4 separate regions of the Mus musculus genome follow, and regions 2, 3 and 4 are each linked to region 1. The links are chromatin contacts, called in public Hi-C and targeted proximity ligation maps. All regions are on one chromosome and are shown on one strand. The core of a region is the stretch at or near the end of the contact, and the rest is flanking DNA. Distances in the headings are between cores, read along the strand shown.

The links. Hi-C and Micro-C count contacts between places; a contact is called where the count stands out from the background.
Region 2: a targeted proximity ligation map of pro-B cells shows a contact between it and region 1, with 21 times the contacts expected there. A contact is called at or near these places in 3 of 39 promoter capture datasets (the 3T3-L1 cell line, embryonic stem cells and liver), 43 of 484 Hi-C or Micro-C datasets (the 3T3-L1 cell line, 3T3-L1-derived adipocytes, B cells and 19 more) and 18 of 130 datasets of targeted methods (DN3 thymocytes, the NIH/3T3 cell line, T-cell acute lymphoblastic leukemia and 11 more).
Region 3: a contact with region 1 is called in a targeted proximity ligation map of T-cell acute lymphoblastic leukemia, with 6 times the contacts expected there. A contact is called at or near these places in 1 of 39 promoter capture datasets (hippocampal neurons), 21 of 484 Hi-C or Micro-C datasets (bone marrow-derived macrophages, cortical neurons, embryonic fibroblasts and 5 more), 12 of 130 datasets of targeted methods (DN3 thymocytes, the NIH/3T3 cell line, T-cell acute lymphoblastic leukemia and 9 more) and 1 of 9 other capture datasets (embryonic stem cells).
Region 4: a contact with region 1 is called in a Hi-C map of pre-B cells, with 6 times the contacts expected there. A contact is called at or near these places in 1 of 39 promoter capture datasets (the C10 cell line), 16 of 484 Hi-C or Micro-C datasets (B cells, the C10 cell line, CD8 T cells and 12 more), 14 of 130 datasets of targeted methods (the 230-238 cell line, DN3 thymocytes, the NIH/3T3 cell line and 9 more) and 1 of 9 other capture datasets (embryonic stem cells).

Annotation. Positions count from the first base shown.
Region 1 is chr19:33,221,500-33,227,437 of GRCm38.p6, forward strand. It overlaps the pseudogene Rnls. Among named protein-coding and RNA genes, the nearest start is that of Mir3970, 67 kb to the left of the region's middle.
Region 2 is chr19:32,830,114-32,836,051 of GRCm38.p6, forward strand. No RefSeq gene overlaps it. Among named protein-coding and RNA genes, the nearest start is that of Pten, 76 kb to the left of the region's middle.
Region 3 is chr19:32,867,193-32,873,130 of GRCm38.p6, forward strand. No RefSeq gene overlaps it. Among named protein-coding and RNA genes, the nearest start is that of Gm36774, 60 kb to the right of the region's middle.
Region 4 is chr19:32,903,816-32,909,753 of GRCm38.p6, forward strand. No RefSeq gene overlaps it. Among named protein-coding and RNA genes, the nearest start is that of Gm36774, 24 kb to the right of the region's middle.

The DNA of each region.
Region 1 (5,938 bases), core at 1,597-4,096:
CATTTGTTATAAAAGAGAACCTAACATGAATTAACCACTAAAGCCACATTTAAACAGGACTGATGCTGTGGACTAGGTAACTGAGTCAACAGCTTAGCATCATTCTCCCTTGGCTTTGGTACTTGCTAACTGTATGACCTTGGTCGAGTCATGTACTCTTTCTGAGCCCAGCAACCTTATCCATAACATGTGGGCTCTAAGTAGCATATCACACAGAATGTTACGATGATGAAAAAGACCACTCAGCCTAAGCTGATGCACACCTTTAATCCCAGTACTTGGGAGGCAGAGGCAAACACATCTCTGTGAGTTCGAGGTCAAGCTGACAAGTTCCAGGACAGCCAAGGTTACACAGAGACGATACCCCTCCAAAAAGACCATTCATTGGGCAGGAGAGACGGCTCAGTAGGTAAGGTCAATGGCTGTTTCAGCGGACCTACCTTCTATTCCCAGGCCTGACCAGACCTCTTACAACCACCCAACTCCTGTTCCAGGGGGTCTGATGCCCTCCTCGGGCCCCGGCAGGCACCAGACACATACATGCTGCACAGGCACACATGCAGGCAAGTCATACACATAAAATGAAATATTAAAAAAATTACATGCATTAAAAGTCCATAACACAAAGGTGAGACGGAGCTCAGCTGCTACTTCATCTCCTCACCTCTGGCTCTGTATAATGAGCGGAGGTTTAAGAGGCAGGGTGAAACAAGACCAAACAAAGCCAGAACAAGCCAAAGCTAAATACCTGAAGCAAAAAGTACAGTTGAGCATGTTGTTTGGGCACTCGAAGGTGAGAAGTTAAGGACGAAGGATGGAAGGATTTGACTAGAGCTATCAGAGAGAACACACAACACCCAGATCTGAATTTCAGATGAACAATGGATTTCTTCAGTATCCCAAATATTGCACCAGACATTCTTTTACTAAATAAATTATTCATTGTTTATCTGAAATTCTAGTATAAATGGGTGTCAGTGTTTTCATTTACCAAACCATGCAACCTCGACAGCCTGATTTTTGTAAGAAATCTCTTAACCCTGTAAGGACACTCGGAGTTCAGAAGAGCCTGACGTGGGCAACTGCAGAGCCATCCTGGGAAAGGTCGCACCCTCTGCCACCCTTTGTTTTGTGAAGCAAGGGCCTCATGGGGAAAACCTCAAGTGAGCAATTTTCCCTTCCCTGCACCCTCCACATGAGCCTGCTGCAGAGAATGCTGGGGAGCCTGCTGCAGCCTCCTTACCCGCTTGGGTCTCTGTGACCCAGGTTTTCCTTGGGTGAGGCCCTGTGGTCACGCTATAGTGACTGTTTGAACCCCCACCACACCCTGCTTGGTTGCCAGTGGGTGGGGGCAGAAGAGGTAGAAACAGGGAAAGAATGCTTAGCCGTTTTGATCAGCTGGGTTGTGCTTTGTCAGATGGTCTCACAAAACTTTAATTCCTGCTTTGATGCCTAGTGGCCGCACAGTGTCCTCGCCAGGCTTGTCTTAATAGGCTGCTTGCATGAAGTCAGACGGATCGCCTTTGTTGCACTTTCGTACACCTCATGACAGCGGCTCTTTTACGTTAAGGAGGAAACTCTGTGGTTAAACTGTAGCCTAGGTATTTTTAGAGCCGTTACCATGTTAACCAAATTTCATACATTTCACCTGCAGGATATGCAGTAACACCAAGGCCTTCCCTAAAAGCTAACCAAAAAAAAAAAATGTATTTAAGCAATTAATGCAATTAATACTGTCTTTAGGACTAAGACCATGTTATCTGAGAACAGAGTCGCTGGTGCTGACACCTTTTCTCTTCTATTTTTTTTCTTTTTGAATGGATGGATGGTAATGTCTTTAAGGGAGTACCTTTTTCTTTGATACAAGTGACTTGAAGGGCCAGAACCAAAAGCTTAAAGCTGGTTAGTTCTAAAGGTCAGAGCCTGAAGGCAGCGACTCCTTTGTGAATCATTAAGCTTTCCTAAGCTGCTTCTGACAGACTTCTGGCTTTGCGCCACCTGTCTTGGGTCATTTTACACTGCGAATCCTTATGCTGTTCCAGTTTTTAAGTCAGTAGCAAAGGTTATGAGAAAGACAGAACTTGTGTTGCTGTTGTTTTCCTTCTCAATCCGGCATCGCCCCTAAGCTTTCAGAGCACAGAGCCAGTTTGTGTTTAGGGCATCTTCACACGCCCTACTAGAGAGCATTTAAAGAAGACCCATGGGTCCACAGATGAGCCAGATGTGATGGAAGGGATACCCATTAGCAATAAAGTGAGAGTCCCCATCACTACTGACCAGTGATTTTCACCACTAATCCCAGCACTGAAAGTTCAAGATAGAACTAATATCTGAGGTGCTATCAGATATTATCTTCCATCATCAGTTAAACTGGATGAGTTTTGACATACTTAGAATTCGCTGTGTTAGCCCAATGAGGTTCAAGTGACAGGACACGTCACTGCCAAGTTCTATGCCAGTTTATCTTCTAGTCATCTGAATAAAAGTCACTCTGCACCAAAAAAATTCTCTTAAACACAACGAAATTCTGTTTTATGGAGCCAAGGGACATTAAGCTGCTAAAACACATGCTTTCAAAATCGAATGTGGAATAGCTGTCCTGTTTCTCAAGGGAAAAAATACACAGTTAAACCTTGCTTATTCATAATAACCCAAACTTCCGGAAGGCTTAAGCATTTGGAATTGCTCCAAACCCAAAAGAGGGGAGGAGGGAAAGGGAAGGGTTTGGAGAGCAAGGGGATGGGGGGGGGGGGGGGGATGGAGGGAGAGAAGGACAGAATGAACCAGCAGCAAGCAAGCCAGTTTTTAGAAGTAGACCTGAAACCCTAGCAACACTGAAAGAAGACCTGGAGCTTGCATCTGATTGGCTTACCAGCCAGCCGGAATGCTGAGCTCTGATTGGCTAGTGATGATGTCTCCAAATAATCAGCCTTTTGCAGGGAAGCAAATTTATCTGGCAGAAAGGACAGGAGGTAGAAGAAGCAGGCAAGAAGCAAAGGGAAGCGAACAGGGCAAAATGAATGACAGGTTATTTGTAACAAAGGTGGCAGCTGAGACGACAATGAGAACAAGAATCACTATTTATGTAGCTGCTTACAGTTTTTACAAACTAGGCTCCCTGAAATTACTGACACTGTCTTCAGAAGGACCTTCAAGGATTGCAGAAGTGAAATGACATTCCCCAGGTTACACAGCGAGTAAGAAAAAAGCTGAGGTCACCGGTCTCTAATCCAGGGCTGTTGACACCACAGAGTCTCTGGAGAGAATAATTTGGAGTTATCCTGAGGAATTGAGCTAATCCTCTGATCACAGAAAAGACCACCAGCAGCCACATCAGCTACAGTTTAGTGGGAGATGCAGAAAGGGCGTAGGGCTCACTGCCCTTTGCTACACAGAGGTTGAAATCATCGCTCAAGAAATATCTCCATGCACATTAGGAAGAACGGCTAGTGTGGTAGAAAGGAGGCTTGCATCTTGAGTGCTCAGTGCAATCATTTATTTACCCGGGATGGCTCACAGTGCCAACAACAGCATAATCATCTGTCCCCCAGTTGTTCAGCTATAAATGCGCAGATCATTTTTGTTTCAACTTTCTTCCCATATGCGATGCCTCTGTAAGGCCTGTAGCTGTCACTTCTAAAACCCTGAAGCCAGGTGCTTATGCCATATCGCTGGCCGCCATACTCTCCTCGGAGCCACTGTACTGTTCGACTGGGGTTTCAGTTCATTGCTCCAGCTGTGGTTTTGTGTTTATACCCTCGCTTCCCTAACTTCATCTTCTTCCCGCCCAGTCAATTCTCTGGAATATGTCAAATGCTTAAACATTACACTAAAAATGACATTCAAGGGTTCTAGCAGGGCCCAGCCTGAGTTCACTGTAAGTGCCTATGCCCAGGGCATATTGCTCGACACATGGTGGCCTCCTTTGTGGCTCTAGAGCAGAACCTCTCTCTCCAGTGCTGTTCTTGTCTTCATGTCATCAGACTTCAGGCTCACGTGGCTTTTCCTACAAGCTGATCTAAGTTCCCTGTTATTTTCTTATATGAATTCTTTTTATTGACTTCCTGTGATTTCTCAACTGAAAAGATTGTTTTTATTTGACTGCTTAGCCCTCCTTTTATATGTCTCTTTACTATGAAGCTCTATGAAGTTAAAACCTAGGATTTCACACACCACCCAGGAAAGTAGTGCATAGTGCTTAGTGGGTGCTTGATAGCTGTGTTGAATGAATGAATGAATGAATGAATGAGCAACCAGAGCTTTAGCATGTTTGGTGTTCCATGACACCTCTCTACCAACAACTAGGGACAGGGCTCCTGTAGGACAGTCTGTTGTTCTGTAATTCTTTTCAAAGTCATGATTGCTAATAAGCTACCATCATTTAGAAAGTTCTGTGAAATTCCTAACATAATTTCTGAAAGTGGGGGGAGGAAAATCTTGTTTAGACCTAGGCCTGGGGCATGGTAACAATGCATAGGTACCACCCACTGGTCATATAAGTTGTCAACTTTTTTTTTATTTGCCCAAATTGTGTCTCTGAGGGATAAACATATCCTTAGCAAAATGCATCAACCTATTGGGATTTTAAAGTCATAATTGAGCCAACGCCTTGGTCAAAGTATTGTTGCTTTAATTATGCCCATTTATTTCAACATTCCAATTTTGGAAATTTTTTAGCTGCCCCATTACATTTTCTTTTGCAAGTGAAAATTGTCACGATGCCCTCTGGTGGAATTAAAATTTTTCTTCCTTCTTTCCTTTCTTCCCTAGCTCTGTCCCTCGCGCCCTCTTTCCCTCCTTCCATCTTCCCTTATCTGTTTATCCTTTTATGTATTTAGAATGAAACACAGGAGCCATGGGATTTATATTACTTTGCAATGCTGACTGACTAGGTATTATATCAAAGGTCAGATTAAAGATGATGGTAACTACAACACTCATAGCTATATTTACAAACATGATCAGAACAGAGGAGCAAGAGTTGGCTGTGGCTCACCAAGAATAAGCAGGACTTGTGTCATTATATCCCCACTAGAGCTGATGCAGCTGACAGAATGGCAAGGCTTTCAAAACTGGTTCTGTGCACCAGGTCACGACTTCAGTACTTCTTTGTAGAGCCATGTCATTCTTCCTTTCCTTTCCTTTCCTTTCCTTTCCTTTCCTTTCCTTTCCTTCTTTCTTCTTTCCTTTCTTTCTTTTCTTTCTTGTTTTTTTTTTTTTTCTTTTAGGCAATCTGGATTACACACCAAACGAGATCCTGCTTAAAAAGAAATCAGACTTTTGGGCGATCCAACCCCTGGAAGATGTCAGGGCTGTTCTTTAAGCAACCATGGTCTTAAGACAGAGGGAAGTAACATTTATCGGAGTAGATTAGTTTCCATATTTGTTTATTTCAATGCAGTAAAAAAAAAATTGAAAAGAAGACAAATGAGTATTTAAATATCTATCAACATGTCCTCAAATTATTTAGTGATTGTTTTAAAATTTCCTAAAAGTCAGACAGTAGAAATAAGCTATGGATATAGTACAGATGCATTCAACCAGCTGATTGCATTACAATTGAATCTTTGGGTTTGGTGCACCCCAAATTAAAAGACAAGAAAAAGAGAAAACAAAACAAACAAAAAACAAAAGGACCCAGGGCTCCTGTACAGCAGGCCGATCTAAATCTCTCAAAGAGTAGTACTGCCCCCTAGCGGGAGTTTGGAAAGATTCTAAGGGCCAGGTGTGAGGGGCTGGTCTCAGGAGGGAGCTATCCAAAGGGAAGTTCCGCACTGTGCTGCTGCTCCAACAATTATTTACACAGTCAAAAAACCTGTCTGCAATGCCTTGTGACCAGGACCAAATTCAGTTTTACATCAAGGCAAAACAGACAAACACAAATCCAATTACTTTCCAGTTATTTTTTTTAAGGAATGCGAATCTGACATAAAGTGAG
Region 2 (5,938 bases), core at 1,003-3,502, 390 kb before region 1:
TAGTGTTTCACATACAGTGCGGGCAAAATACTCATGCACATAAAGATAAATCTTTAAAAAAAAGCCATTTAATTCAAGCCATAAGAGTCTTGACAGGGTACATTGGTAAGTTATGGGTATATAATGGTGTGTATCAGGAGACAGAATTGGAGCTCTGACTTGCTAATGCGGTGTGAAATCCATTAAATAAATGTCCTTTGTTTTTGTTTGAGCTGGAATATTCAGATTGGTGGATGGTGCTCAGTTAACTTCCACTCAGCAAGTCTGTTATGTGCCTCCAGTTAGAATCACCCTAGTGTAGAAGCTAGAGAAGCTTGTAGACCATGCCGCGGGAACAGCAAGTGCAACAGTTTGATGTGGGAACAAAGCTAGGACACCATGAAAGGAAGGCAGAGCAGATCGTAGGATAAAATGGTGGAAGGTGAATTTTGGAGAAATACTCAGAGGAGCTCATGGACTGATCAAAGCATAATAAAACCACTGAATCATTCCGCACAGATAGCAACTAAGAATCTCTGCACCAACCAAGGGTTTGTGTGACTCTCCTAGTCCCACACTCCCCTCTCCGGCCATGCTAACTGCCGTTAGGTGTGTTTGGGGGTGGGGTGGGGTGGGCGGGGCATCTTTCTAACTTATTCCATGCTGAAAGGGAGAACAGAGAGGGGCAGCCATCAGAGTGTCTCTCAAGAGGGTCAATAAGGAGCTTTGATAAACTTAACTGATGATCCTGAACATAAGGCAACCATTGGTGACTATGCATCCTCGGAGCTAGCTCCGTGAGCGGCATAGAGTCTTTAACACACTGTTAGTACTATTTTAATTCCTATTGAAAAAGTAGTCCAGAAAATTGTTGGAGAAGCTGAGTGTGGCAGCTCGTGTCTTCAATCCTAGCCCCTGGGAGACAGAAACAGGAAGGTCTCAGTTCAAGGCCAGCCTGGTCTATATAGTAATTTCCAGGTTTGTCAGAACTATGTAGAGAGATCTGTCGGAGAAAAAGAAAATGCCGTGGGTGATTATGCCCCATTTAGAGAAAGATCACAAGAACCTTAGTAGGCTTTGTCATCAGTAAGATGCTATTTTCTTTGCCACCACTGTCCATTGCAAGATGTATATGGTGGAGCAAACTGGTAGTCTGGCTTGGGTTTGTCTCAAACCCAAGCCTTTAATTAGTTTAAATTTAGAAGTTGGCCTTTTGGTTTCTTCCATCACAGCCTCATGGGGGGTTAAGAAACCAAGTTAATGAAGAAAATTCCTTAACCCGATGAGTAATATTAAGACTTACTTAGTAAGACAGAATGTAAATCGTGCAGCTGACTGGACCATGTGCCAAAACCCTGTGGAAAGAGGGGGTCAGAGAAAACCGTCTTCTCTACATCTAGACTGAGTGAAGTTTTGCTTGAGAGATCTGAGTCTAACTGCAACTGGCTGTTACTCCTTAGGCCTCGGAGCCCTGCCTAAGAAGTGGATGCCTGGGAACTCCTCCAGACTTGTCCAAGTAATTTTCCCATTGGCACTGCCCACCTAGGGAAAGGGGCCAAAAACAGATAAGAAAGATGGCAAGCTTCAGGCTTCTTTCCCACACTCCTGACCTGAGACAAAGGCCTAAGGGCCTGGTGGGCTTTTTCTTCTGACAATAGACCCCCTTGCTGGTAGGCTGTTCTGACAAGTTCAAGGCTGAGGCCACATATGGGCACATTAGCCTCTCTCCTTGCTTTTGTTCAATCTGACCAGGCCTAAATTAGCAGAGGAAGACTATTCAAAGGCCCTCAAAACTCCCAGCCCTCCATAAGAAACTGGACTTCAGTGTCCCCAGTCCTCCTCTAACTTTCAGAGGTTCTTTCTCTGTGTCTCTTACCATGTGTTTCCTCGCCCCTAGTAAAAACCTTGCATCAGCCATTAAAGAAAATCTCCCCATGAAACATGAAAAGTAACTGTAGGGTTAAACAGGCATAGGTCTTGTTCCTTCATCTTAGTTTTTCAACGGAGCTGGGACCCACATATAGCCTGGTACAGCAGGGGTGTTATGATTAGCTAAAATGGGAATCCTGTTCTCTGGCTGGGGGTTGGGGGCAAAAAAAAAACTGATACAAGAGCCAGAGAGCATAGTGGGGCTAGAGGTGGGTCACTGGGGAAAATACAGACTAACTAGAAAGGAAATCTTTACTTCCAATTTAGGGACTTCCATGTACCCGACACTTATCCCCAAGGGGGATGGGTATAGAGACAGAGCCCAGGGAACACGCCCAAAGTGTCAAACATGAAAGTGAAAGTGATGGAGTTCCCACTCAGAGGTGAGACACAACTCACAATCTGAGTTTACCAGTTGATTTCATTCATCCACCTATCCATCCATCCAATGCTTTTCTGAAAATTATAACAGGACCTTTGCTGTACACAGTACGCCATCCAATGTTTCCTAACTGGGAAGGACTGGGAAAATGAGAGCAACAAGGAAAAAGACAATCAAGCGATGCCAACTGCAGATTTCCCAGATGGAAATGCTTAGACTAAGTCAAATGACAGACAAAAACAGCTATTGTAATGATTGTGTTATAATCATATTGTAAAATGATTAGAAATATACAACTAAATGGAAAGATGGTCTCAGCAAACAAAATTACGTTATTTCTAAAAGATATGGCATCTGAAAGAAGAAAAGAACATACAAAATGGACAATTCAAGAGAGGCTATGAAGAGCCTAGCCAGTAGATGAAGAGAACTTGGTAACTATCCATCTTAAGAGCAGCTTGAGAATCAATTGTCTTACTTACTCACTTTACATCCTGCTCACTGCCCACTCCCAGTTAGCCCCTCCCACAATACTTACCTCATCCCCTGTCCTCTTCTCCTCTGAGTGGGTGGGGACCCCCTGGGTATCTCCCCACCCTGGCACACCAAGTCCCTGAGAGGCTAGGCTCTTCCTCTCCCACTGAGGCCAGACAAAGCAACTCAGCTAGCAGAACATATCGCACCCACGCACAGGCAACAGCTATTGGGACCCTCTCCCTTAGCCCCACCTCAACCTCACTCCAGTTGTCCAGGACCCACGTGAAGATCAAGCTGCTACATATGTGCGGGAATTGCTTGATAATCTTAAAGGGGGGGCTGTAGCTTTGAAAAGCAAAAATGTATCTGAGTGTAATTAGCTACAGAGTACTTAATGAAACGCTAACCTTAGTACTTTTATGTGCTTGCCACAGACACTTATGAAGAAGCTCCTCCTGCTTGTCAGCTGCCTTGAGTAAGGAATTAGCATCATCATAAGCCCTGCCTTGGTGATGGTAAAAATTTCCTGTAACGATGCTGTATAGCCTTAAAGCAATAAAGCATGCTCAATGCTCCATCTACAGTTTCCTGGTTGGATCCATTCAGTTGTTGTCTACCTGCAGTGGAAGGAATTTGGAAACCTAGCGACTCACCACTAGATCATGGTCAAAATTCATCTCCGGAATTGGTACCCAATGGTAGTTTTGCTTGCTGGCTATGGTTAACTCTTTGATGTAGCCTTGGCAGTCAGACCTTTAAAAAAAAATGTCATACAGAAGCTAACCGGTCATGTAGATATAATGTATGCTTTTCAATAGAAAATATAGGAGAAAAAAGGACAGTGTTGCACTGGTTGACTAAGAAAACATTAAGACATGTTTGGGGGAAAACTGAGCAATAATTGTGTTTGGAGAAATGGCTTCCTAATTTAGGAGTAGAGAGTTTCAAGACCTTAGAGTAACTCTCATTGGTATATTAGAACCATATAACTTTCAAAGTCTTTCTTGCTTTTTTAACTTTTTAAATGTATTTTTTCCAGCATATATGTCTGTGTATTACATGATGATGCCAGATATCCACAAAGCCCAGACAGTTGTGAGCTGTGTTGGTCCTTTGGAAGAGCAGCCTTTACTCTTAACCCACTAAGCCATCTTTCTAGCCCCCCAAAATGTATGTTTTATAAATGGTATTCTTTTAATGACTGTGCTAACATTTGCTTGGAATATTCCAACGGTTGCATTTAATTCTTATAAAATAAGAAGTATGTTCTATTTCTATCTATATTATACATGTGGATCAGAAGAATAGGAAGGGTTAATAATCTGTTGAGTGTTGCAGACCTGGTTCCTAGGATCTAAACCCAAGAATTATAGTTTCAATTTTGCTGAAGCCACAGTCTGCCTTTTGTAGTGCTGTTGGGATATGTTAGAATCTTTCCTACGTGAAGTCTAATGGGAGAACATTACATTGCATTTGGGGTATACCCCTGAAGAGACCCTTTCCTGTCTGTCCCTTGCTTCTTGGCCATTGTGAACATTCCTCCTCCATCATGTATTCTCACCATGATGCATGTAAACTAAAATATAGTTTAACTCCTTTTAAGTTGATTACTATCTCAAGTCTTTTGTCACAGTGATGGGATGCCAAATAATGCAAGAGGGCCATTTGATGGCCAAGCCTCGGTTAATTGTGTATGTGTTAATTCCTAAAGAAAGTAGACTTTACTTCCTTAACAAAGTAGACTTCTTTTAAGAGCATAGGCTTCAAGCTAGAATGGGTAGAATTGTGTTGTCACTTGTGGCTCTGAAACCAAGTTCTCGGCACTCCTTTGCACTGTTGTAATGTCTAAAAGCCTTTAAAAAAAACCTTTGTTACTGATACTAAACATATTTGAAACTAAAACAGGTAGGTGTGTGTGTGTGAGTGTGTGTGTGTGTGTGTGTGTGTGTGTGTGTGTGTGTGTGCACATAAATATATATCCAGGCTTCAGGCTGGTCTAGGACTCACTATGTTGCCTAGACTGACCTAAAGCCATAATCCTTCTCCCTGTCTTGGTTTGCAAGAGCTTGGATTACTGGCAAACACTGTCCAGCTAGTTCCCGAAAAGGTAGTTGCAATATGGAATCAGAAAACCATGATGAACTTTTTGTGCTACTCCCTTTTCTTGCTCTATAAATAGATCAGTGCTCATGTTCATTTTTGTTACTTCATGCATTAATTATTCGGGAGAAAATGGTTTAGTGAGCAATACGGATTTTGGCACCATTCTCTAGAGGAATAGAACCAACAGGATATATAGTTGTATTATGAAAATGGATTCAGTAGACTGGTTGAGAGACTATGGGATGGGTTCAGGCTAGAGAGGCTGAGAGCCCAACTCAGTCTAGGAAGCTGGGTGTCTCCAGCCGTCCCCATCTGGTGCTGATAGCCTAGCAGATTCCTGGAGAGTCCCTGGTCTTGAATCCATGAGGAATCCTAAAGAAGCTGGAGTCTGGTGGAAGCAGAAGATGTAGCAAGCAGCAGCAGAAAGAGCACGGAGCCATGCAGGTAGGCACCATTTGGGTAGATGCCATGGAGATAGGTGCCATGCATCTAAGGTCATGCAGATAAGCAGACGGTCTTAACCTCTGCTCTCTATAACCTGAAGGTGCCGCCCACTCAAGGAGGCTCCTTTTTCCTTCAGTTAATTCTTTCTGGAAATGCTCCCAAAGACCTTCCCAGAGCTTGTCTTTTGTTGATTCCTGATCCCAGTCAGTTGACAATCAAGGTTAACTATCACACTAAGTTTTGTACATCTCCCCAGTAACTATACATTTTTATACATTATACATGCATGTATGCATATGCACACATGTGTGTATATATACATATATCTCACACCTGTTAATATCACTACTGAGAAAAGGCTTTACATATTGAGACACTCTCAAGTTCATAACGGCAGATCCGAGATTCTGAAATACTATGAAAAGCTCTGTTACTGCCAACGGATGTCAGCTGTCTTCTGAAAAGGGTCTCAGGGTGGTTCAGGAATTGTGGCCAGGCTTTGAAGATGAACAATAGTATTAGAGATTTGATTAGGGGAAACAAACACAGACATATTTATCTCAAAGGCCCAGGCAAATGCTTTCTCAGAGCGCTGAGGAACTTGAAAATGGACTCTCAGAATCA
Region 3 (5,938 bases), core at 1,104-3,603, 350 kb before region 1:
TTCATCGCCACAGCATCTTGCTAACGCAGCTTGCCCCCCCCCCCCATCTTTGTGCTGGAGAATTAAAGTAGCCGCCAAGTGGGTCTTATTGCACCCTCCCCCCACCCCAACACCCCTCGTAACTTCTCCATTTGAATAGGGCCTTTAGGACCTTAAGCCCTGCAAATCAGACCACAGTTCAGCATCTGCTTACGCCCCCCCAAGTGCTTTTCATTGTACTTAGAACTAAGCCCAGCTGTATTTTGGCTTAGACCTCAGTTCCTTAGCTCACTCTTGGAATCCAATTACAGTAGCTCTTTACCGTCTCGGGTCTCGGGGTGCGTTCTTTCCCCTTCTTCTTCCCTGATTCTGTAGCTTTGTAAACACTATCTCCTCAGGCAGGCTTTCCTAGGGGGCTCTCTGAATCTAATCCCCTTTGTTCTCCGTCAGAACACAATTTGTTTCCCCACGTTCAAAGACCACCGTTTCTGTACTATAAAGACGTGTTCGCTGACCTGTGTCTGGTCTGTCTGGACGGAGGTTGTATTTATATATATCTCCATTTCCACAGGGTAGGTGCCGCTTTCTCTTGGGTGGATGAATGAACACATGACAAGATTGACTTAGGAAAGTCTCAAAAGTTAGTAGAATGAGTCGCATGCTCAACTAAAACAAAGCTTCTTAAAACAAACTTTGGCAAAGGGGATCGATTCTGCTCTCTGAGTCAACTCGGAAGGACGAATGGGGTGAGCCCCTGGAGAGTTTCTGTGGGACTGACTGAGGACTTCATGAAGAAGATAAAGGAATTGGATGATGGTTCAATCCGGTTGTTAAGGCAACACTTCCATGGATGTAATGAGTATGCAACCACAGGACAGAATTCTGATGGTGGGAGCTGGTGAGATGGCTCAGTGGGTAAGAGCACCCGACTGCTTTTCTGAAGGTCCGGAGTTCAAATCCCAGCAACCACATGGTGGCTCACAACCATCCTTAACGAGATCTAACTCTCTCTTCTGGAGTGTCTGAAAACAGCTACAGTGTACTTACATATAATAAATAAATTTAAAAAAAAAGAATTCTGATGGTGATGATAGGAAGTCATTCCTTTCTATCAGGGTCTGTATAACTGGTTGTGGACTTTTCTAAGTGTCAGAAAACATGATGGCTCAAACATTGCAATACAAACAGTATGAATCAGTTGGTATGTATAAAGTATCCACCCTCTAATAAATTGTTTTCAACCAGTGAGTTGCGACCCCCTTGGGGTTGAATATCAGCTATCCTGCATATCAGATATTTACATCCTGATTCATAACAGTAGCAAAAAATTACAGCTATGAAGTAGTAATGAAATAATTTTATGATTGCGGGTCACTACAACATGAGGAACTGTATTAAAGGGTCACCAGGATTAGGAAGGGTGAGAAGCATTGCTCTAATATAAGCTGTAAGAAGCTGTCTGCTTATGTCAACTGTTTCTGGGTTCTTTATCAACAATAAGAAGATAGCCACTGATTTTTTTTTTTTTTTTTTTTTTTTTTTAGTATTTTACATAGGGAACGCATCCTGGCAACTCCCTTAAGTAATCAATGAAACCTTTGCCCTATAGGAGGGAGCAAACCTCGGGACACCTGCTGTGACACTCAAGGCTTTCGTTGTTTCTAGTGGACACTGTCAAGGTTGTTTTTCAGTGTGGGGTCATTCAGAGATTCAGGCAAGGACGCATCATCGTAGTCTAGGGTCTCAGAATACTCCTGGAGGTCACCTGAATCTTGTGTCACCTGGCAAAACAAAAGAGAGAGGATATGGGGGAATCACTGAGAAGCTTAAGGTCCAAGACTCTGCCCCTCCCCCTACCGACCAGAAATCCATTTTATGGCTCCATCTAAATGCTGGAAGTCATCGACCAGAAATCAATTCCACGGTTCCACGTAAATGCTAGGAATCTAGGAAGGACTTTCTCATACAACTAGGAGAAGAAATGATTTTTACCTAGTTTCTGTCAAGCAGACATCAAGGGACTTCTCATAAAATATGCAAATGCAGATCTGGGACTCAAGCTCATATCAATTGGACTCTAAGGCTGAGCTGTTAACCTCATGTCTACACCCCCCTCCCTCAAGGTTTCCTGTCTTGTTGTTTTATCCCGTGCTTAGCTACATCCTGAAGAGGTTATGATTGCTTTTTTGTAGAAGACGGAGCGATGGCCAGTTTGAAATGTCTTCTCTGAAGGGACAGAAAAATGGACTCTGTGATACTTCCTGTGTGAAGACTATTCACGTCAACAGCTCAAAGGGCACTGTTCCTGCTTAACCAACTCCTGCAGACATGGGGAGACCACACTTGATCTTATCCTGTGGCAGACTGCTTGCGAAACTCTCAGTTGGATGCCTTTCAACAGCACAAACTGCTCCCCGTTGTGGTCTAGAGAGCCCAACCGGTGTAATAGGCAGAATTCCATTCTGTGAGCTCAGGTGTGTAGGAAAAGCAATTTTATTTTTTTTTCACTTCAAATTGCCACATTGAATTAAGTCCAATATAAGGGTCAATATCTCTGGATGCAGGCGTTTATTGAGGAAATTTTGGAGTTATTACTCATCCTACGAGCAATACTAACATATTTGGTATTGTCTATGTATGTGTAAACTTTAGTTCAAGAGGAATTGAAAGCCCTCTTTCTGGTGGCTTCAGCACCTGCCCATGTGTGAGGCACATGCATAAATAAAAATGCATTTAAAAAAAGTTTCATTAGCAACGTGCAAAAAGACCAGGAAGAGAAAGGGATATACATACAGTATTTGGAAAGCAAACATATTGTTGCGGTTGTTTCCAGGAGTAGCTTCTAAGCCATGGTCTTCATGTGAGTGTAGGAGGCTGCAGGGCCCTTGGATACTGAGGTAAACAAGAGTCCCAATCAAAACTGCACACATACTAGTCCTTTTAGGATGGATGATAACAATGTGGAAGGAAATCTGGATCCAATAATAAGGATGGGGGAGGAACATTTTATCTCCCACCTGGAGGGGGGAAGTTGGATTATTGTATAGAATTTATAATCTTGTCTCATCATAATGAGTGTGGAGGAAAGTAAATTTAGAACACAATCTGCATGAACTGATGTCATGAATTTCTCAATCAGTTTAGTTTCCCTTTTATATACGCATTTCAGGGACATGTAATAAAAATCTATGTCCCCAAAAGTCTACAGAGATTTTCAGCAAAAATAAAATAAAAATTTTAAGGGCTGAGAATGGACTCTTTCATAGATTAATTTGAGACATAACTTCTTTCTTAGTGGGACACAAATTAATGATGCATTTTATAACCAATGGTGTCTACGTATCAACAAAATAGCTGATTGAGCTCTCATTCCTTTGTGTAATGAAAATTAAATTTCAGTCAGCTCAGCAGCTCAGTTCTTCACCCCAACCCCCCCCAGCCCCCTCCAGCCCCCCCCAGCCCCCCTCCCAACCCCAAGAGCTCTCTGAGGCTGCTAAGGCTGGCAATGTTTTCTCATCTCTCACTTCCTGCTTCCAGTTTTTCCTCTCCTCAGTGACCTTGATCTTTAAAACTCAGTGGAAGAACAGACTTTCTTACTTCCTGGACATTCATAGACAAGCCCTCTATTGACTATCCCTTAATCACCTTTGAAAGTGGAATTATTGCTGGGCTAAGGTGGTGTATGCCTTTAATCCCAGCACTCAGGAGGCAGAGGCAGGCAGATCTGTGTGAGTTCAGTCTACCAAAAAAAAAAAAAAGTTAGATTATCATATAAAGTTTATAATCTTTATCTCATCGTAACCAGCCACATGCAAACCGGTTAGAGGGAAAGGTTTAAAGTCAGATAAATTGTCAGCTCTAAGATTCCAGCTTGTTGATGTTGTATTGTTTTCTCTCATTGGTTTTTGCTACTTAGTTGATGTACTGGTTAGTTTTTGTCAACTGGACACAAGGTTGGGCCTCTGGGAAAGGGCAAGCTCAGCTGAGAAAATGCCTCCATCTGGTTGGCCTGTAAGCAAGTCTATGTCACTGTGTTCTTAATGATTGACGTGAGAGGACCCAGTCCGCTGTGGATGATACTACCTCTGGGTAGGTGGTTCTGGGTGGTTTAAGAAAGCAGGCTGAGCAAGTTGTGGAGAGCAAGCCAGTAAGTAAGTGATGCTTCTCCATGACTTCAGCTTCTGTCCTGCCGAGTTCCTGCCTTGGTTTCCTTCAATGATGGACTATGATTGGTGTGCGTAAGCCAAATAAACACTTTTCTCCCCAAGTTGGTTTTGGTCAGTGTTTTATCACAGCAACAGGAACTAAACTATAATGGTTAGCTTGTGTAGACTTTTAAGGCAGTTAACACTACATCAGACTCAGGCCCATGGATATTTTGCTTTGTTCACACAACAAAATGACTTTCTAACCTTCCATGCTGATTTGAAGTCTTCAGGAACAAAATTTGAGGACATAGTGAAGCTTAAGTAACCGTTTCCCCAGCGTTGCTTTTGTTTGCCTTATCTTCACTGTTATACATAAATTACACCATTGTGATTGAAATCTGTGTCCAAGAAAAGATCCCTGTTTCTTATTATTTATTTGGGGATACATAACTGAACCAAGATGGACAGACTGAGACTTTTTTTTTCATTTTTTTTAATTGGGTATTTTCTTCATTTACATTTCCAATGCAGGCTGAGACTCTTATGCTCAAAGTGAAAATGTATATTAAACCTAGGCTCGCTGCTTACTAGTGATGCTATTTAAATTAAATAGCTTATATATTTTTTAAGGAAAAGCCAATCTGAGATTAAGAAGAAAAAGTGAAATTGGGATTACTAGAAAGACTGCCAGGTAAAAAACACTGTATTTCCCCAGACTTGGTTCAGTGTCTTCTCTTGTATGTCTTCTGTTGAATACCCTAGGATCGTATTCAACTATACATGCTTGGAGAAGAAATCTAATTGTTACAGACAGAAGAACACTGATCTTCATAAAAGTAAAATCTATAGTACAGAAACTCCCTAGCCCCAATTGTACGTTTTCCTTTCATTGGTGGCTATGTTAATGCCCATCTGAGGGCAGTATATGCTGTGTGGGCCAGAAGTGTTCCATGAGCCTTCACCTCCAGCCTCTGTGAGTTCTCTTGGCTTCTTGTGGTCTTATCACAACAGCCCAGCATTTATCCATGGGAAGGGATGCACCATTCCTACAACATTCTACTTCAAGGCTTACTTCTGAAGTTTTGAAGATGTGGACTGGAAATCCATGTATTAATGAGTACTCCAGGTCTCCATTGAACATAAAGTTGCTTTAAGTTGTGTGGGGGACCTTATTTTAAAGAAACACTCAAGGCTGATGCATAGTTGAAGCATTGTCTTCTTTAAGTTGTGACTCTGTGTGGCTGGTCGCTTGTGTCCTGTTCCTCAAGAACAGGAAACTGTTGGAAACTGTTTTCAGAATTTTTGACACATTTTTCTAATTATTGTCAAGGAAGAAAAATTTCTCCTCCCCCTCTCCTCCTCCTCCTCCTCCTCCTCCTCCTCCTCCTCCTCCTCCTCCTCCCCCCTCCCCTTCCCCTCCTACTCCCCCTTCCCTCTTCCTCCTCCTCCTCCTCCTCCTTCTTCTTCCTCCTTCTTCTCTCCCTCAAGGTCTAGCCATGGAAGGCAGGCTGGTGGCCTTGAAGCTACTATGTAGAGCATGGTGGCCTCAGACTGTGATCTTTCTGCCCCAGCCTCCTGAGTGCCAGAATTACATATGTGAACCATCACACCTGGACCAGTGGAGGGAGAAAAAGTTCACTCTTTTTGAGGAGAGATTAGATTTTCCCGAGACTTTTAGTGGTATTTAGAATCAAATGTGAGTGGACAGTGGTGTGAGGGGGTGGATGGACAATATTAAGGCAAGCAGTGTGCTATTGAGAATGAGAGAACCACCCCCTGAGAGTACAGAATTGAGTTTAACCACAGCAGGG
Region 4 (5,938 bases), core at 941-3,440, 320 kb before region 1:
AATGTATACGGTTTACGTGCAAAATGGTCAAGCCACTTAGTTCCTGAATCTATAGACTGATGATTCTGGTTAAGTGCAGGGGAGGGGCTATCAAGTGACAGTTCCCGTTTTTTTTGTACATAGTTGCCCAGGGCTGTGGTTACCCCTGGGTTTCTTAATTTATACCTAAGGAGGAGGAAGTGGGTGGAGGAATCACCTTGCTTCCAGTTAGGCTGTTGAAGCATGCAAACTATGCTTAAGTCAGGTTATGTCACCATCGATTTAAGACAGCAGTTGACTTGGAACCCTGACTAGGAGACATTTGAAAAACTTAAAACTTTAGTTCTAGAAGTATGCCATGATTAGATTTCACTACTTTGAAAATAACAGGGTTCAAGCCCCCCCCCCCACCCCACCCCACCCCACCCCACATGGTTTAATTGTTATTGAAGCAAAGCCAAAGCGGAACGGCCACTGCTCTGACTCTTCTCTGATTGGTAGGTCCCTAGTTATCCTTTGAAGGAGTGGAAATGCTCACTTCCAGAAAGCCTGCCCGTCTCGTTCACCTCTCGACTCCCAACACCAACACACTGAGCACACACAGCTCACCCCCATGGGTGAATCAGCATGGGTGAATGGGAGAAAATGCATCTTGGGAGGAGACACCTTGACATCTTTGGTCCCCTATGCTTTCCTGATGTGTCTCTCCTTCCCTGAAGACTGTAATGGCTTCATATGAAGACTTATTGGTTATTTAGAGAAGTGGAACTCAGGAGTCTGCTCCACCCCACAGGAGGGGGAAAAAAAAATCAAAGGAACTCATTACTAACTGAATTGCTGCTGTTTATCAGAGCGGTTAATTTAAAGCTAGGTGTCTAAAAATAAGACAAAGACAACATGAATGACTAAGTCAGTAACGGTGGCTGTGGCTTGAGACCGGCTGAGTCATTGCATTCTCTGTTTCTTTGAGAGGATAGTCTCCCCTTTCCACCACAGTGGCTCACGGCACACCCACTATTATCTGCAGATGCTTCTGAAATGATTATTGACAACACGGCTGCTCATGGCTCGACCAACAGAACCCTTTTGCAAACATCGTCAGCATCAAGTTTGAGGCTCTGTGCCTTTATTTCCGGGAAGGATCTCCCATATTGAATTATGACAGTGAGAGATATTAGTAAAGGCAAGAAGGGATAGTTCAGCATGAAACATAGAGCCAGACCTCTTAACCGATTTGATTGTGAACTGAACCCCCAAAGCAAAAGTGTTAAGAATTCCTGGGGGTTTGGAGATTCTGGGAAGGTCCTAGGTATTCATTTCTTTCTTTAATCCCTAAGCATTGACAGATGGCTTCTTAGGCCTACTGCTGAACCAGGCTGATTCAGAAGAGCGGGGAGGGAGACTTAACTGGGCTTCTCGCAGTTAAGGAAAAGACACCCCATACTTTCTCTGGCTGTGAGACTATAACAGAGAAAAAAGTAGGAAACCAATCCAGCTGCCTGCCCTTGGTTTTCACCAGGCACTTATTGGGGTTGGCTAGTGAGTGCTTTCTCCTTCCTCTCCCCGTGACAAGTGAGACCTGGCTGGGCTTAGTCCTGATTCCCTTTGGCTGCCAATCACCCAGCAGCTGCGATGCGGAGGTCATTCTTCCCTTTTCCAGGATTTCTGACAGAAGTGGAGCAGGACTTTTCTAGAGAACAGGATCACGCCAAGACCCAACTCTTCAGGTCAGGGCAGAGTCTGAAATTCCAGGTGGAATAAAGCTTTGGCCAACCACCACAGTCACCAAAATGACAGTTTACCTTAAGCAAATGCTGTCCTGTAGCAGGCCCTGGATAGGCGGGGCACCTCATCTGAGGTCCTCAGACAGCTTCATGAGCTGGGTTTTATAGTCTCCTTTTACTAACGAAGAAACTGAAGTTCCTAACATTGATTTTCTTCTAGGAGGAGGGTTACTGAGCATGCAAGGCATGGTGTGAGCAATGCTGGATACAATGGGAAACGAGATAAACACAGTCCTTCCTGTAGGCAGCTGGCATTCAGCTACTAATTGTGGCAGCGTCAAGACTGGAACCTTGGTTGGCTCGACTCTAAAGATTACTTAAATTCTATGTACAATTTCTTATAATCTAAGATACCTCCCGGGGGCATGCTGGAAAGTCAGCCTGCCCAGAGCAAACACTGAGTAGATAAGATATGAACTAGGTTGACCTTGTAATGTTAGACTGTTGTGAATGGTAAACTCACACGGCCGGGCACCCGGTCTATCTTTTGCCACACTCTCAACTATCTCTGAATAAGTCTGTGCCGGACAATAGAGAACTAGCAGTCACATTCTGGCTTTCCCTTTACCTGAGAATGGCTTCCCCAGCCTGGCTGCTAAAGCACAGTGTGGTAGGACAGAGGAAGTCTCTGTGCCTTTACATGTAATGGCTTTAATTCTTCTTCTTCTTTTTTTTCTTCTTCTCAATTTTCACACGCCCCTGCACTTCCTGCTCTTTCCTTTGCCTGGAAGCGGAAGTACTGAAGAGACAAACTGTTCTTATGGTTTTTAGACTCTGGCTGAAACCAGAAAGGCTCGGGTTTCAGAAAAGCAACCCTTTCTGGGTTCTTTGTCTAGGAGACAGGGCTGGATGCCGAGAACTTTGAGTTTCTACTCCTTTGGCTTGTCTGGACTCAGCAAGGCCAATTAAAAAATTGATCTTACCTGCAGCTTCATTGTTTAACACCAGACACCTCACTGACTTTCATTTCCCGTTTGTAACTGAATGGATGGGTCATTAACGGAGAGGCAGTAATGAGATTCAGTTCTTGATTATAGCTTGATCATACACTGATTTGCTCACTCGACAAATATTTATCAAACAACCTAATATATCCTTCATAAAGAACCCTTATGAACATTCCTAAAGAGACAGCACCTTGTAGGGGAAAAAAAATTAAGTATGCTTCATGATAGAAGAGGAAATTGCTCTGGTGTTTTGGGTGGGGGAGACAACCACTATTTCAATAGGATTGTTAGGAAGATCTGAAGGTGCTGAGGGAGGAAGCAAGCTATTGGATGCAAGGGAAGAGGGTTTTAGGTGGGGAAAAAAAAAACCAAATGCAAGTGTCCCGAGCCTTGAACCCCTAGCGTGCATAGAACAGCAGGGCAGCTAGTAGACTTGGAACACAGTCAGCAAGGGTCAGAGAGGAAGGAGACAGGCAGAGGGGAAATGGGGTCAGCTGTGCCCTGAAGACTTGAGAACAGAGGAAGTCTTTCAGGCTGTTTTGGGAGCGAGCTGGGGAGCCTCTGGAAGGTTTTGAGCTGAGAAGGAATATGCCCTGGTAGTTACTAACTGCATTGGCTATTTTTGCAGAAACAGAAGGGACCTCCAACTGACCTGCCTACACACGAGGAGCAAGGGACAATGGATGGATGCGAGATATGTTGGTGTCTCCTTCCCCTCCATGGCAAGGTATTGCTCTCATCTCAGTTGAGGCAGAGGGGCCTCTTCCAGTGTTAGTGACTGTCAGCCCAACCCGCAGCCTGAGGAGGACGTAGCAGGCATAGTTGTGGAAAGCTTGTACAGCGATCCTTCCCCAGGTTCAAGGAAAACATCTGTCCTTGGCCTTTCCCAGGGTCAGAAGCTGCTTGCCTCTCTCATCTTTAAAGCCAGCAGTATTTCTCTCACCCTTCCTCCTTTCGTCAGTTTCTCTCTGACACCGCCGGAAAGGAGTCTCTACTCTTAAGGGATTCTTGTGGTCAAGTTGGGCCCACCCAGATGATCTGGAATAAACTTGTCATCTCAAACCTCCTCGGCTGCATCAGGGAACATATTCACAGATTCTGGAAACTGCGTGCACGTTTTGAGGGATTATTATGCCTCACAGAGTTCTTAAGCACTTAATTATTATTACATTTGAGTATCATGACAACCTAAGGAGCAAAACAGTATTCTAATGTTTGTCTGAAGGTGGAATAGTTCGTGTAGAGCAAGGAAGTTGGGAAAACCTAGGGCACTTAAAGTCAACCAGCTTATTAAAAAGAATCAATTCAATGAATTAACTGTGTTGAGTTTTCAGAAAGTCTGGGTGTGGGAAGAGGTTAGGGAATGGACAGGCGTAGAACACAGCACTTCATCTGGGTGCGTCAAGGTCTTTCAATAGTTTTTTGAGGATTTTCAAACCATCAATATACCTTGACTCATGCTAGCCTTGACCATGAGCCTTCCGTAGGGTGAGTTTATCAGTTGCTCATCTTCAGACCTTTGAGTCCCAGCAAAGAGGCTTCCCTGTCATGGAGCTTAAGGAAATACTTCTATCAGGAGCTGAATTTCTCCATACTTCACGCCTTACTTCAAGAGCTTTAAAACATCTTTGGAGTTTTTGTGGTATTTGTTGCAGCAATTATGGGTTTGGTTCCCGTGCTTTGCCCAGATAGGGGGAATATCCAGATATAGAGGACATTCCTTACATGACATCCACAACTGGGAACAAAATATATTTACTCTCATAACCTTGAAATGACTTAATAAGGCAGGATCTATAGCTCATACTCTAGCAAAGCAAGCCCAGAGGAAAGATGAGCTCATTTCATGTTATGTGGACGATTCTGGTGGCCTCTTGGTTGAAATGGAATTCAGTGAGAATTCCTACTTTACTTTAAGATCTTGGGGATGTTCTTATCTATTACTACCAATCCACTGGGCTAAAGCAACAGAAGTTTGTTCAAGAGGCCAGACGTGAAGGCACTCTGTAGTCTCTTAGGTGATGTTCTATGTCTTCTCTCAACGTACTGCATAAGCCAAATAAGCCTTTTTGTCCCCTAAGTTGCTTAGGCAGTATTTTATTATAATAGCAGAAATGAAACCAGAACCCTAGTCTAGAGAGATTTGAAGATGTTGGCCTTGAAAATGGCTTCTAGTTTATTAAGCCCATAATGGCCCAAGTGTTCCTTTCTGTGGGTTCCTCTGAGCAGCATGGGGGTCCTCCCTGGGCTCACAGTCCTGTCCACACTCCTGGGAGGCTCGCTCTGTCCCAGCGCTGTAGCAAAGATCTCCCCCCACTCCCCGCTCTGAATAATGCCACAATTATAAATTCCAGGGGTGGGCCACATATGCGTTAGGGATTATTTCTCAGGCTTCTGCAATGCTTAGTGTTCTCTGCGACAACAGGAGGGCACAGCCTTCTCTTTTGATGCTGTCTTGCTGCTTATGGGAGTAACTTAAACCCCTTATTATCGAGTTTCTTATTTAAAAAAAAAACTCTTAATTGTACATAGAAGCAATTTATAACTAGCTGCTGGTGTTTGATATGTTTCATTTTGCTTTTTCTTTCTTCTCTAAATTTGCATGTGTGAATGCCACAAGAATAATTCACCTGGCCCACTCTTGGCATTCCTGATTTCCTCTTTGGACCACATCTGGCCCTTCCTAGCATGGGTGCCTAAGGCACATATCTGCATCACTACTTGCAAGCATTCCCTCTGCCCCACAGCCTCACCTGCTAAGATTCACAAGGATCTATCTAGTTATCTGCTCGCCCTGGGAATTTCCTGTCTCTCCTCTAGTTTAAATAAATCCCCAGGTCTTAAAGAACCCCACCCCCACCCCCAGTGTAATCACTTTGATTCCTCAAATTCACACCTTTTTTGGTCCTTTCATTAGGGAGTCATAGTCACTAGGGCCTTGGCTGCGATAACCTTTACCTCATTTCTAGATTATAGGCTCCACTCATCCCTTAAGCTCTTCACTGCCCCCTACCCAACATCCCACCATTTCCATTACTTTATGTAGAATATATTCAGTCTGCTCTCCAGTGCTGGGGACATTATTGTCCCCTGATACCTGATTCCAGCAGGCACCTTTTGAGGTTTTCAAGATTTTATGTCCTAGGACAAACAAACAAACAAACAAACAAACAAACAACCCAGACAAAGTCATATGAATAGTAGCAGAATCAGGAACAGTATATTAAG